3 separate regions of the Sus scrofa genome follow, and all the other regions are linked to region 2. The links are chromatin contacts, called in public Hi-C and HiChIP or PLAC-seq maps. All regions are on one chromosome and are shown on one strand. Each heading gives the region's core, a stretch centred on a gene start, on an enhancer-like site or on the middle of the called end of the contact. The rest is flanking DNA. Distances are from core to core; before and after follow the strand shown. Region 1 overlaps TSC22D3 (TSC22 domain family protein 3). Region 2 has its middle 53 kb from the start of PRPS1. Region 3 overlaps TSC22D3 (TSC22 domain family protein 3).

Region 1 (3,804 bases), core at 373-2,872, 42 kb before region 2:
CCACCATTCACTGGTGCTGACTACATAGAATGGGGTTGAGAGAAGATCAGCTGGGACTTCACATCGTCATTCGAAAACTTTTTTTTTTTTTTTTTTATGTTTGTGGAAAACTTTCAAGTGAGCAGAACAACTAGCTTGCAGGTGTCCTCTTGCGGATAAGGGGTGGACAAGGGAATGGCTTTGACCCGACAGTGCCTGGGTAATGTGCTCAGGGAGCTTGTCTCTAGGGAGTTCTGTGGCCGTGAACACTTTCCACTTTCCGACACCTTATCCTGATGTTATGTCTCCAGGATTTGGATTTTGATTTTTCAAATGTAGCTTGAAATTTCAATAAACTTTGCTCTTTTTTTTTCTAAAAATAAAGCTGGTGTCTGACTGAGTTTAAAATGCAATGGGGGGGTAGAGGCCCCCGCCTATGGTCGGGGGATGCTGTTTTTCTGACTCACTGTTGCTTCACTGGCACCCCTACAGCCACGATCTCGTGGAACCATCACCATACCCCATGTACAGGTGAGGAGGCTGAGACTCAGCCAGTTTAAGTGACTTGCCCAAAGTCACTCAGCTATTATGGCGAACTGGGACCCAATCCTCTCTCGCTCCAGCTTTCATAGTACAGCTTTGGAGTGAGTGGCGAGGTGGCAACGGACACAACTTCAGCTCAAGGAAGTGATTGGGGGGGGTGGATATCCCAAGAAAGCCCTAAAGAAAAGGGCAGGGTGGGAGAGGGGAGGGAATGGGTTGGACTGGGAACTTGGAGTTTGTAGATGCAAACTATTGCATTAAGAGTGTATGGGCACTGAAGTCCTACAGCACAGGGAACTATATCTGGTCTTGAGATGGACCATGATGGAGGATAATATAGGAAAAGGAACACACACACACACACACACACACACTGCTGAGTCACTTTGCCGAACAGCAGAAATTGGCACAACATTATAAATCAACCATACTTTAATTCAAAAGCAAAGAAAAAAAAAAGTAAGAGTTCCCGTCATGGCTCAGCAGAAACGAATCTGAGAATCTGACTAGCATCCAAGAGGATGCAGGTTTGATCCCTGGCTTCGCTCAGTAGGCTAAGGATCCGACGTTGCTGTGAGCTGTGGGGTAGGTTGCAGACCAGGTTCAGATCTGGCGTGGCCGTGGCTGTGGCGTAGGCCGGCAGCTGTAGCTCCGATTCAACCCCTGACCTGGGAACCTCCATATGCTGCAGGTGCAGCCCTAAAAAAAGACAAAAAAAAAAAAAGAAGAAGAAGAAAAGAAAAAGTGGGATACATGTGAGGGAGCAAGAAGAGAGGAACCAGATAAACACAAGTGGGCCCCTTCCCTCCTCAGAAAACATCATCCCACCACTTGGTGCATTGTCCTTAATACCCATCCGCAGGGGAGCCCTGATGTCAGAAAAGGCGCTAAGAGGGCCTTAGTGAGAAAAGGATGCAGAATGTATGCAGCGGCCCGAACCCCATCCCTCTCCCCCGAGGAAAGAGGCTCTCAAGCCCCACTGCTCCACTTGTCGCTGCTGAAAGTATGCTTACAAGACCCACCGGCCTCATGAGCAGGGCCAAGTCTAAGGACCCGGACGCCCCATTCCCTACTCTTCCTGTCTTTGGGGGTCATCCTCACCCATCATCCTCACCCTTTCGCCGGCCCCCTGTCTCTGGCATTTGGAGTGCTGCCATTTCTCTGATACTCTGTCAATGGGCATTCGTTGTCTCCTCCACCGTGCCCTCACCTGGAGCCACCGTGGCCCCTGAGCTGTGTTCTCAGCCCCCTGGTTTCCCTTTGTCACTTGAAATTTAAAAGAACTCCTTGATGTTGCTGAGTCATAAACCTCAAGGACCCAGAGGTCTCAGCCCCCTTCCTTGCACCCATCAATTTCTAAATATATTTAAAAGGTCAGCCTTCCTTCGCTGTAAGTGTCAGTTACGTTGGGTTGGCCCGTTCGTTTCCAGTCACTAAAACTCTGCTTTGGAACGTGACAAACTCCTGCTTGCTGGCCTCTCCAATCCCAATTTCCCACCCTTGCTCCTCACCTCTCTACTCATGATGCCAAGTTCATTGTCTATACCTGCCCACTCGATCGATCTCGTGGCTGTACAGATTCCACAGCTGCTGAAATGGATATCTAGACTTTGGATCAGGCAGCTACTTGCCCAGCTTCCCCCACCTCTGGCCCCAACCCAACAGGGATCTCCCCAGTTCCCACTCACTCCCATCCCCTCCCTGCCTCAAGAAGAGCTGAGGGACTTTTCGGCTCATCTACAGACTTCCCACGCCCTGATTTCCAGCCAAACAAGAACCAACAGAGGAAAAAAAAGGAAACCCAGAAGCTGGCCCAGCAAGCACACAGCCCTCTCTGGTCATCCAGCCCTTCCCTACGAGAAAGGGGAAAAAACATACCCACAGTCACACAGTGGGAAAGAGAGAACCACTCGGTTGCCTAGGCAACCGTGACTAAACAGAGACAAACACTGCAACTTCTGAGGCCACAGCGGTTGCTAGACTAGATAAGAGGAACTTTGTGGCTGTTTGTTAGTCACATAGAGGAGCAGCTCTTGTTATTGTTGTTCCACAGAAAACCAAGAAAGGGTGGGGCAAGGCAAAAGAATGCACTGCTCCTGGAAAGACCTTCGCAGGCTTTGGGCTTCTGGGCGCAGCCAATGCTCCCCTGCCTGGACATGCCCCCTCTCCCAGGACCCTCCTATCTGTCATCTCATCCAACCCTTTGCAGCCAGCCCTCCCCGAAATCCATGTTTCCTGCCCTTAGGAAAAGAGGCACTTACAGAGTTCCCTTGTGGCACAGTGGGTTAAGGACCTGGCATTGTTACTGCAGTGGCTCTGATCACTGCTGTGGCGGGGGGGGGCGGTTTCGATCCCCGGCCCAGGAACTTCCTCATGCCATGGACAAAACCAAAAAAAAAGAAGGAAAAAGTCGCTTACACGATTTAACTCCATGTCATGGCCAAGAAAATTGAGAGCCAGGGAGCTTGGTACCACGCCCACGGCTGCCACTGATCCCGTGGGGTACTGGATCCCAGTCTTTGTGCAAGAACATCCCTTTTATTTTTTTTTTATTTTTTATTTTTATGATTTGTCTTTTTAGGGCTGCACCCGGGGCATATGGAAGTTCCCAGGCTAGGGGTTGAATTGGGTCGAACCTGCATCCTCCTGAATACTAGTTGGATTCGTTACTGTTGCACCACAACAGGAACTCCCCAAGCGCCACTTTCAAATGCCAAAACTATTCTCAGATCTCCCCCAACCCCAGAGTAGTTGAACTTTTAGTACAGATATACCTCGCTTTATTGCGCTTCATGGATACTCCGTGCTTTTTGTTTTCAAATTAAAGTTTTCTGGCTACCTCTGCATCGAACAAACCTATCAGTGTCATTTTCCCAACAGCATTTGCTCACTTCGTGTCTCCGTGTCACATGGTGGTTTTTCTTTCAATATTTTAAATTTCTTCATTTGTTATATTTGTTACGGTGACCTGTGATCAGTCATCTTTGATGTTATAACTTGATGAAGGCTAGAATTTTTTCACAATCGAGTATTTTCTTCTTCTTCTTCTTTTTTTTTTTTTTTTTTGTCTTTTTGCCATTTCTTGGGCTGCTCCTGCAGCATATGGAGGTTCCCAGGCTAGGGGTCCAGAGCTGTAGCCGTCGGCCTATGCCAGAGCCACAGCAACACGGGATCCAAGCCGCGTCTGCGACCCACACCACAGCTCATGGCAACGCCGGATCCTTAACCCACTGAGCAAAGCCAGGGATAGAACCCACAACCTCATGGTTCCTAGTCGGATTC
Region 2 (4,305 bases), core at 26-2,525:
TTTCAAGTCACTTCAGGCTCTGCGAAACTGTCTCCACCCTCCCCAAATGTCCCATCTGTCTCCCTCCTTTCCCTGCTCTGGGAGCCCTAGTGTGGCTTCCTCGGGCCAGTGCACACAGGTGGAGGGAGATAGAATCTCTTGCCCTAAAGGGGTTTGGGGAGGAGGGTCTGGCCGTGGCTAAGAATGTCTCCTCATGGTGGCCTTAGGCTGCAAGCTCTCCTAAGCCAGCTCCAGACCTAACTTGGCCCCAGGAGGATGCCAGGGGTCTGTGGACTTCTCTTTAGATAAGATGGCTCCTCGGTAGGTAATGGGAGACCCTTTGGGAGGGGGGAGGTCCTTTAACTCAGTCCTGGCCCCCTTTGGGACATCCCATTGTCTGAATGCTGTGGAATCCCAGGCCGGTTGCTAGGCACAGGGCGCTCAAACAATGTAGTGTGACAGCTCCCCAGCCTGCCCCAGGGGCCTCCCCAAGCCACAAGGGTGTGGTTTGCAGTCTGGGTACATTCTGTACCCTCACTCCGGGGGCGGGTTTGTGGTTCTCGGTGCTGTGCAGCGGAGCTCCGCCCATGCCTTTCCTCTCCAGCCACAAAAACAAGCTTAGACACCAAGAGGGGAGGAATCGAAACAGAGGCTGTTACTGTACAGCTGGCCCCTGGAGACTCGGAGATGGACCCGCCCCCTTCCCCTTCCCCTTCCCTAAAGGCATCCCAGGGTAGAAGGCCAGCACTGTCACCTGCTCTCTACTGCCGGTTCTTCGATTCCCACCCCATGCCTTTTTGAAGCCACCTTTTTGCTGAGCCACCCAGCAACTGCCTACGGGGGATGCAAGGCAGCACTCTTTGGGGACTGGCTGTCACCGCCTTTCCCAGAGACCCCACACCATAGCTTACCTCACTATGGGTAGGCACTGTTGTAAAGCACCTGACATATCTCATTTAATCCTCGCAACCACTGGAGAGACGTCCCTGGGCTTTTGTCAATCACATCTTACAGACAAACAGGAGGCCCAGAGAGGTTAAACACGATGGCCAAGGTCATAAACCATCAAGTGGCAGAAGCAGGATTTGAACCCAAGTCTGAGTCTATGGTCTTTCCACTGGGACTGGACGGCCAGCCCAGGACGATCCTGAGGACTGAGCAGGTAACACCTCCCAGCGATCTTTTCACTGGAGAATAAGCCAGCTCGGGCCTCGGAGGAAAGGATGTACTGCCTGGAAAAGCTGGGAGAAGCAGGCATGACCTTTGCCCAGTTACAGGGATTCCCCAGGACTCCCTGGGAGTCAGGCCACACCCAGCGCGGCTTCTGCTGGGTTGGCCGGCAGTGTCAGCTCTGGAGTCGGTAGGTGAGCGCGCTTGTGTGTGTGTGTGTGTGTGTGTGTGTGTGCGCGCGTGTGTGTGCAGGCGAAGCCTGGGGGTGGGGTGGGAGAGGAGGTGGCTAAAGGGAGGCATCTTCCCAGAGCTCTCTGGCACCCTCTTCAGGCAATGCACGCTCACTGCCGCTCCTCTCTCTGGATAACCAGCCTGGGACCTCTGAGGCTCTGTTCTTGGACCTCAGAACCCATCACCCTTCCTTGTAGGCGGCAAGCTCGATGGACCAGGCTGCGGCTGGCCCTGTTTTTATTTCTGTCTCTTTAATCTTTTTTTTAACCGTTTTAACCATGTTAAGTGTACCACACAGTGGCATTAAGTGCATTCCCATGTTGTGCAACCATGGCCACTATCCATCTCCAGACTTTTCCATCATCCCAAACTGAAATTGTACCCATTAAGCAGTCACTCCCCACCCCCTCCTCTCCCCAGGTCCTGGCAACTGCTATGCTACTTTCTGTCCCTATGAATTTGACAGTGCTAGGTACCTCGTATAAGTGGACCCATTCACTGTTTGTCCTGTTTTGAATGGCTTCCTTCACTTAATGTCATCCACGTTCATCCAGTTTGAAGCATGGGTCAGCATTTTATTCTTTCTTTTTAAGGCTGAGCAATACCCCACTGTATTACAGACTACATTTTTGTTTACCCATTTGTCCGCTGATAGACGTTTGGGTTTTCGCCTTTGGGCTATTTTGAATAATGCTGTGAACGTGGGTGTACAAGGATCTGCTCCAATCTCTGCTTTCACTTCAAGTCCCCCTGCCAGGGGTCAAACCTGGGCCACAGCAGTAACCAGAGCCACAGCAGGGGCAACATCTGATCCTTAACCTGCTGAGCCACCAGGGAGCTCCTCTCTGCTTTCACTTCTTTGAGACATCTCTCTAAGAGTGGATATGGAGGTATTAGCCCATTCCCCACAGCAGGCTAGTGGCCTGGCCCTCCTCAGAGGAAGCTTGCCATCACAACTTTCCACCCTGGCTCTGTTTTGTCTCGGCGCACCTGTCGGCACCTCTAGGAAAAGCTTTTCACGTCACCCTACCCTACCGCCATCCCATTGCCAAAGATCCGCAGCACCAACTCTGACTGGGGAGCCTCCCTGGGTTTCATTGACTATTTCTGCTCTGTGTATTTATGATCATATTCTCTCCTTTTGAAGACCATGTCTGTCTCAGTTGCCCTCTTTATCAGCATCCTCAGGACCACGACCACAGCTGCCATGGCCTTGGTACAATCAGTGGGAAGCAGTGTGGTGCAGCGATGAAGGGCTTGGGCTCTGGGGCCAGACTGCTGGGGGGTGGGGGGGCTTGAATCCTGCCTCGCTTCTAGTGTAACTTTGAGCAAGCTACTTGGCCGCACCATGCCTCAGTTTCTCCATCAGTAATGCGGGGACGATAGGTATAGCATCTATCTCAAGGGATTATGAGGGATTAAATGATGTAATGGACACAGAGCCCTCAGGGCAGCATCTGCTCCTTAGTAAACTCTAAACAGATGGGAGTCCGTCCTTTAGGTCTCCTTTCTCCTACTCAGTGCCTCCTTGACTGGGGAAGAAAGAAAAAAAAAAAATCAGGAGATAGCAGGAGCCACCTCAGTCGGTTTTCTGGGGAGGGTTGGTCTTGAATTTGACTCCCGGCTCCACTATCCCCGCCCCCATCCCTGTGTGGATGGTCTTTTCAGGCTGGCACCCCTCCCCTTGCGTGCAGTGCTTTTGTTAAGTCAGTGTAAACAATATAGAGACTAGCAAGACGGCTCTTTAGCCCTGCAGCCCCCGCACATTGTAGCCATTGTGTGCTGGCGAACCTGGAGGGGCTGCTGGGCTCCCGCTGGGGCCAAATAAGGCGCAGGAAAGCTGCCAGCAGCAGCTGGCTGGACGAAACCTCTCTTCCCCCTCAGGAACCTGCAACAGTGGGGATACATTGTTTCGGACTTCCAGGCGGCGAGAGGAGAAAGGAGGCTCAGAGGCGTTCATTCTTATCAGCAACGCTAGCCCTATCTAGTTGGTCCTGTTGGGTAAAGCGACTTATTAATAGAGTCTATTAATAGGGTCAAGACCATCACTTCTGTCTCCTCCGCCGTCCTCCAAACACTGATGGGGCACCTGTTACAAACCAGGCGCCGCGACAGACACAGATAAGCAGAGGAAGATGCCTGCCCTCGAGGGACCCGGGCCAAGAAAGTGCCAGGCTCCGGAGCGCGGAGTTGGGACGGAGCAGCCCCTCCCCCACCCGCGTCCTCCTGGAAAAGTGAGGCGGGATGTCCCAGAGGCAGTGCGGACTTTTGTGTTGACGCTTGAAAGGGGGAGTTTGGCAGACCGCGGCAAGGCAGCGAGGGCGGGACAGTCTCTCCGGGTGGGGGGTGGGGGGTCAGGATGTTTGTGCACGGAGGGCCGAAAATGCTGGGGTTGCCAGGGGCCATGGCAGCAATTGGCTGCGACTGATGCATAAGACGTACATGGAGTTCCCGTTGTGTCTCAGTGGGTTAAGAACCTGATTAGTATCCCCGAGGATGCAAGTTCCATCCCTGGCCTCGCTCAGTGGGTTGAGGATCCAGCATTGTGGTGAGCTGTGGTGCAGGTCGTAGACACAGCTCGGATCCCATGTTTCCATGAGCTGTGGTGTAGGCCAGCAGCTGCAGCTCCAATTTCACCCCTAACCTGGGAACTTCCATATGCTGCAGGTATGGCCCTAAAAAGCAAAAAAAAAAAAGTGCAGTAGGTTGGCAGTAGGGTAGGGGAGCAGGACTCAGAATAGGGAGAAGTACTTTCTCTCTCCCTCTTGCTGTCTTTCTGTTGCACCTGCACCATGAGGAAGTTTTTTGGGCCAGGGATCAAACCCGAGTCACGGCAGTGACAACGCTGGATCTTTAACCTGCTGAGCCACCAGGGAACTCTGAGTGAGAACTCCTTTCTTATTGTTGCTGTTTTCTTTGTTTAAT
Region 3 (3,820 bases), core at 1,127-3,626, 62 kb before region 2:
TCCTCCTTTGGGGAGAGGAGGGTTGAAATGAAGCCCCAAGGGAGCATTCGGATAAAAGCAAGGGCTTTGCCCTCACAGTTGGAGAGAAACCCTCTCTGGCATTTGCCAGACCAAGAGACATCCCAGCCCAGGGGAGTGCCATTGCCTAGGACATGAGCAGAGCTATTAGAGCCGTGCTGAACTGGGGCAGGCGTCATTCTCCAGCCCCTGGGCAAAGCCCAGGAGCCCCTCATTCCAGGGACGGAAGCCCAGGTTTCCTCGGGTGAGAAGACTCTTGGGTGTGGCCTTCAGAGGGAAGCTGATTGCTTATGCTGAGAAATTCAGAGGGTGCCCCAAACTGCTCCCAGCCTCTCATCCCTGTGGGAAAGGTGGGGTCGCCAGAGAAACTTAGTGGCACTAGGCCAGGGAGGCCTGAAATCACATACTAGCGTGCGAGTCCTGGAGATGAAAGAGCCCAGCCCATTCTCCGGGTTTGAGAGGCCAAGGGCAAGGTGGGTTGGAAGAGCAGGCAGGCAGGGCCTGGTGGATCTAGAGGTGGAGCGGTTGCCTATCTGGCAAGATGTCAGGGGCCCCAAAGCAGACTCCACCCCGCAGTCTCCCCCAGCACACGCAAGCCAACAAGGATGTGTTTCGGGAACACACATGCTGGGTGTTCCGCGCTGTGCTCAGCCTCTGTAGCAAATTGTCAAGTTCAGTCATTACCCCTGCCCCAGAGTCCTTCCTCTTCAAAGCTTTGATGAGGATGGGCTGAGGTCAGGGCTGCGAGGGCAGGGTCATTCGGCGCACAGATGGCCCTGGGCCCTGAGCGGCCAAGAAGGAGAGAGTGTGGCAAGAGGCCCTTGGATGGTGGAGGAAGGCCTGAGGGCGACAGGCCTGGGGGCGAGCGGGAGATGTTCTTGAAGCAGGGTGGAGGTGCACAGGAGACCAAATTGGGCCAACACCCAAGCCCTGGAGGAGAAACAGAGGAACGGGGCAGGCCAGAGACACACTGACATTCTGTAAAGAGGGCTCTGCCAGGTACCCAAGTTACCTTCAAGCACAGCAGCGGGGAGCCAAGATACCTGCTCTTTGTCCCAGGCCTTGCCATTTAGAAAATACACTCTCTCTCTGTCATTCTGTCTCTGTCTATGTCTCTGTCTCTGTCTGTCTGTCTGTCTGTCTCTCTCTCTCTCCCTCTCTCTCTCTCTCTCTCTCACACACACACACACACACACACACACAAGGTCTCCTTTAATTTTCATAGCATCCCTGTCAAGGTAGGTAGGGCAGGGGTAATTGCTTCCATTTGACAGATGAAGAAACCGAGACTCGGCGAGATTAAGTGACTTGCCCGAGGTTACACAGACAGTTTTCATGGCAGAGAAGGGACCCGCACTTTGGTCTCCCGACTCCTGGGGCAGCGAAAAACAGAACTGGCCTAATGAGCATCCAAAGTATGGAGGTAATCACCTCCACAGCGGTATCTCAGGAATTCTGGGCCAAAAAACCCAGGCCCGTAAATCTCTCTCTCTGCTAATATATGAAATTTCATTCTTTTTTTTTTTTTTTTGGTCTTTTTGTCCTTTTAGGGCCACACCAGCAGCATATGGAGGTTCCCAGGCTAGGGGTCCAATCGGAGCTGTAGCCACCAGCCTACGCCAGAGCCACAGCAACGCGGGATCCGAGCCGCGTCTGCAACCTACACCACAGCTCACGGCAACACCAGATCCTTAACCCACTGAGTGAGGCCAGGGATCAAACCCGGAACCTCATGGTTCCTAGTTGGATTCGTTTCCGCTGCGCCACAGTGGGAACTCCTTAAATTTCATTCTTAAAGATGCATTCTCCTGGTTTGAAACTGTGGCCCCCGTTAAAATGCTAAAGGGGGAGTTCCCATTGTGGCTCAGGGGTTAGGGACCCCGACTAGCATCCATGAGGATATGGGTTCAATCACTGGCCTCGCTCAGTGGGTCAAAGATCGGCATTGCCATGAGCCGGGGTGTAGGTCGCAGACGCAGCTCGGATCTGGCACGGCTGCAGCTCCAATTCGATCCCTAGCCTGGGAACCTCCATAGGATGCAGCCCTAAAAGACAAAAAAAAAAAAAAAGTGAAAGGGTGCTGGAAGAAAGAGTAGGGGACATGGGGACTATCTCAGCGCCTGAGAATAATGCCTGGGAGTGTTCCTAAGGAAAAGCCGGGCCATGGAGTGGGGAGGGGGAGGAGAGGGCAGGGGGCATATTAGGAGGGGAGGCAGCACTGGCAAACCTACCCCTTTTGCGTAAGAAAGGGAGGAGTTGCGTCAGAGTGAGAATGCGGGCGATGCTGAGGAGGGGGGCAAGTCTGCCTGGCCTCCGAGAATTCTAATGGATGACTGCCCCGGAGTCCTTGAGGGAGGACTTCATGTCGCCGTGGGGGCGGGGGAGAGGTTAGGGGGGCAGCCAGCAGGGCTGAACAGGGAAGCAGGTTAGCCTAAGAAGCTGGAATTGTGGACGAGTGGGTGGGGGTGGGGGAGCTATTCAGGGAGCTGGCCTGGGGCCAGGGGCCAGTCCCAAGGGGGTGAGCAGAGGCTTGAGAACTCTGGGCCCCATTCCAGCTCCTGACCTTGAGTCACCATGCAACTCGGCACTTTTCCTACCTCAGTCCAGACACCCATCAAGTCTGTTATCTCAGCTTCCCGTTTTACAGAAAACTGTGTAAACGTTGCTCTCCTGACTCCTTCTGACCGACCCTGCCCTTCCTACATTCCTCGCCATCCCCCATCCAGCATCCTGCAAGCCTCCTGGGCCTCCTGGAAGCTCTTGCCTGCTGCCTTTGGTCCCAGAGGCTGTGCCTCCATGGTGCAGGTTGCCCCTGTACCCTCTGGTCCCAAGGGCAAGGGCGCCTGAAGCCCTCGCTCCGCCCTTGGCCTGGGCGTCTACACTCAGGGGCACAGCCGTAAAGAGCTATATCTGAAGACCTCAAGGCTGGGACTTTTAGAACTGGCAGCAACCTTGGAAGTCACTTTTACTATTCCTTCCTCCCTTCATGCAATTACTCCTTTTGCTGAGCACTTACTATGTGCCAGACACCGTTACAGGCCCTCGCTGTATGGTGTCATGGAGCTCTCGGTCTAAATAGGGATATCATTCATCAAATACATAGAAATTCGTAGCCTCCGTCCCGTCATTTTACATGTAGGGGCAACTGGGGCACAGGGTGGTTATGAGGCTTTTTCAAGGTTGTTCTGGTGGCCAGGGTCAAAACCAGGCCAGACCCGGTGTCCTGACTACTATCCCAGTATCCCAGTTTCCCAGTGCCCTTTCCACCATGCTCTGGAAAGAACACAGCACGAGTGTAAGGGCAGAGCATTTATTCCTCTGTGCAGAGCCAGACTTAACCTATAGTCAGAGCAGTGCATGGCCTACTTGGCAAGATTGGAAGATCTCTTATGAGCAATCTCCCCCCTCTCACCATTGCCCCCCCCCAGCTTGTTCCCTCCCCACCGTCATGCCCCTACCCATGCCTCGAATTATACCACTGAAAGCTAAAGCCTCGTGATCTATGCAGAGCCCGTTAAGACATTACCTGCCATGTATACCAACACATTTCCCCGATTTGTTTTTTAGGATGGGCCCATAAGGCCGGGTACTTATGATTTGCAGGAGAAAGAGACTAAGAGTCCCCTTTAAAAGGGGCATTGCTGGAGTTCCCGTTGCGGTTCAGTGGAAATGAATCTGACTGGCATCCAGGAGGACGCAGGTTCAATCCCGGGCCTTGCTCAGTGGGTTAAGGATCCGGCATTGCCGTGAGCTTTGGTGTAGGTCGCAGACACGGCTCAGATCTGGCATTGCTCTGTCTCTG

Evidence for each region. Hi-C and Micro-C count contacts between places; a contact is called where the count stands out from the background. HiChIP or PLAC-seq counts read pairs in DNA pulled down with a chosen protein or histone mark.
Region 1: a contact with region 2 is called in a Hi-C map of omental adipose tissue, with 2.6 times the contacts expected there. The contact joins two enhancer-like sites. A contact is called at or near these places in 1 of 5 promoter capture datasets (liver), 36 of 47 Hi-C or Micro-C datasets (adipose tissue, alveolar macrophages, blood and 18 more) and 2 of 2 datasets of contacts at active chromatin or transcription factors (alveolar macrophages and skeletal muscle).
Region 3: a contact with region 2 is called in an H3K27ac HiChIP or PLAC-seq map of alveolar macrophages. The contact joins two enhancer-like sites. A contact is called at or near these places in 10 of 47 Hi-C or Micro-C datasets (blood, embryonic fibroblasts, epiblast stem cells and 7 more) and 2 of 2 datasets of contacts at active chromatin or transcription factors (alveolar macrophages and skeletal muscle).

What each region holds. Positions count from the first base shown.
Region 1 is chrX:88,167,884-88,171,687 of Sscrofa11.1, reverse strand. It overlaps TSC22D3 (TSC22 domain family protein 3), which reads left to right. Exons shown (of 4, transcript XM_021080824.1): 4 at 1-363. Among named protein-coding and RNA genes, the nearest start is that of TSC22D3, 64 kb to the left of the region's middle. Within about 2 kb of position 1,622, at least 32 of the 83 cell types and tissues checked have an H3K27ac peak or open chromatin away from gene starts, as enhancers often do. A contact at or near this core is called in adipose tissue, alveolar macrophages, mesenteric adipose tissue and 2 more, where this site is marked.
Region 2 is chrX:88,125,386-88,129,690 of Sscrofa11.1, reverse strand. No RefSeq gene overlaps it. Among named protein-coding and RNA genes, the nearest start is that of PRPS1, 53 kb to the right of the region's middle. Within about 2 kb of position 1,275, at least 24 of the 83 cell types and tissues checked have an H3K27ac peak or open chromatin away from gene starts, as enhancers often do. A contact at or near this core is called in adipose tissue, alveolar macrophages, liver and 3 more, where this site is marked.
Region 3 is chrX:88,189,352-88,193,171 of Sscrofa11.1, reverse strand. The region is part of intron 2 of TSC22D3 (TSC22 domain family protein 3); the gene reads left to right. Among named protein-coding and RNA genes, the nearest start is that of TSC22D3, 42 kb to the left of the region's middle. Within about 2 kb of position 2,376, at least 21 of the 83 cell types and tissues checked have an H3K27ac peak or open chromatin away from gene starts, as enhancers often do. A contact at or near this core is called in alveolar macrophages, liver and retroperitoneal adipose tissue, where this site is marked.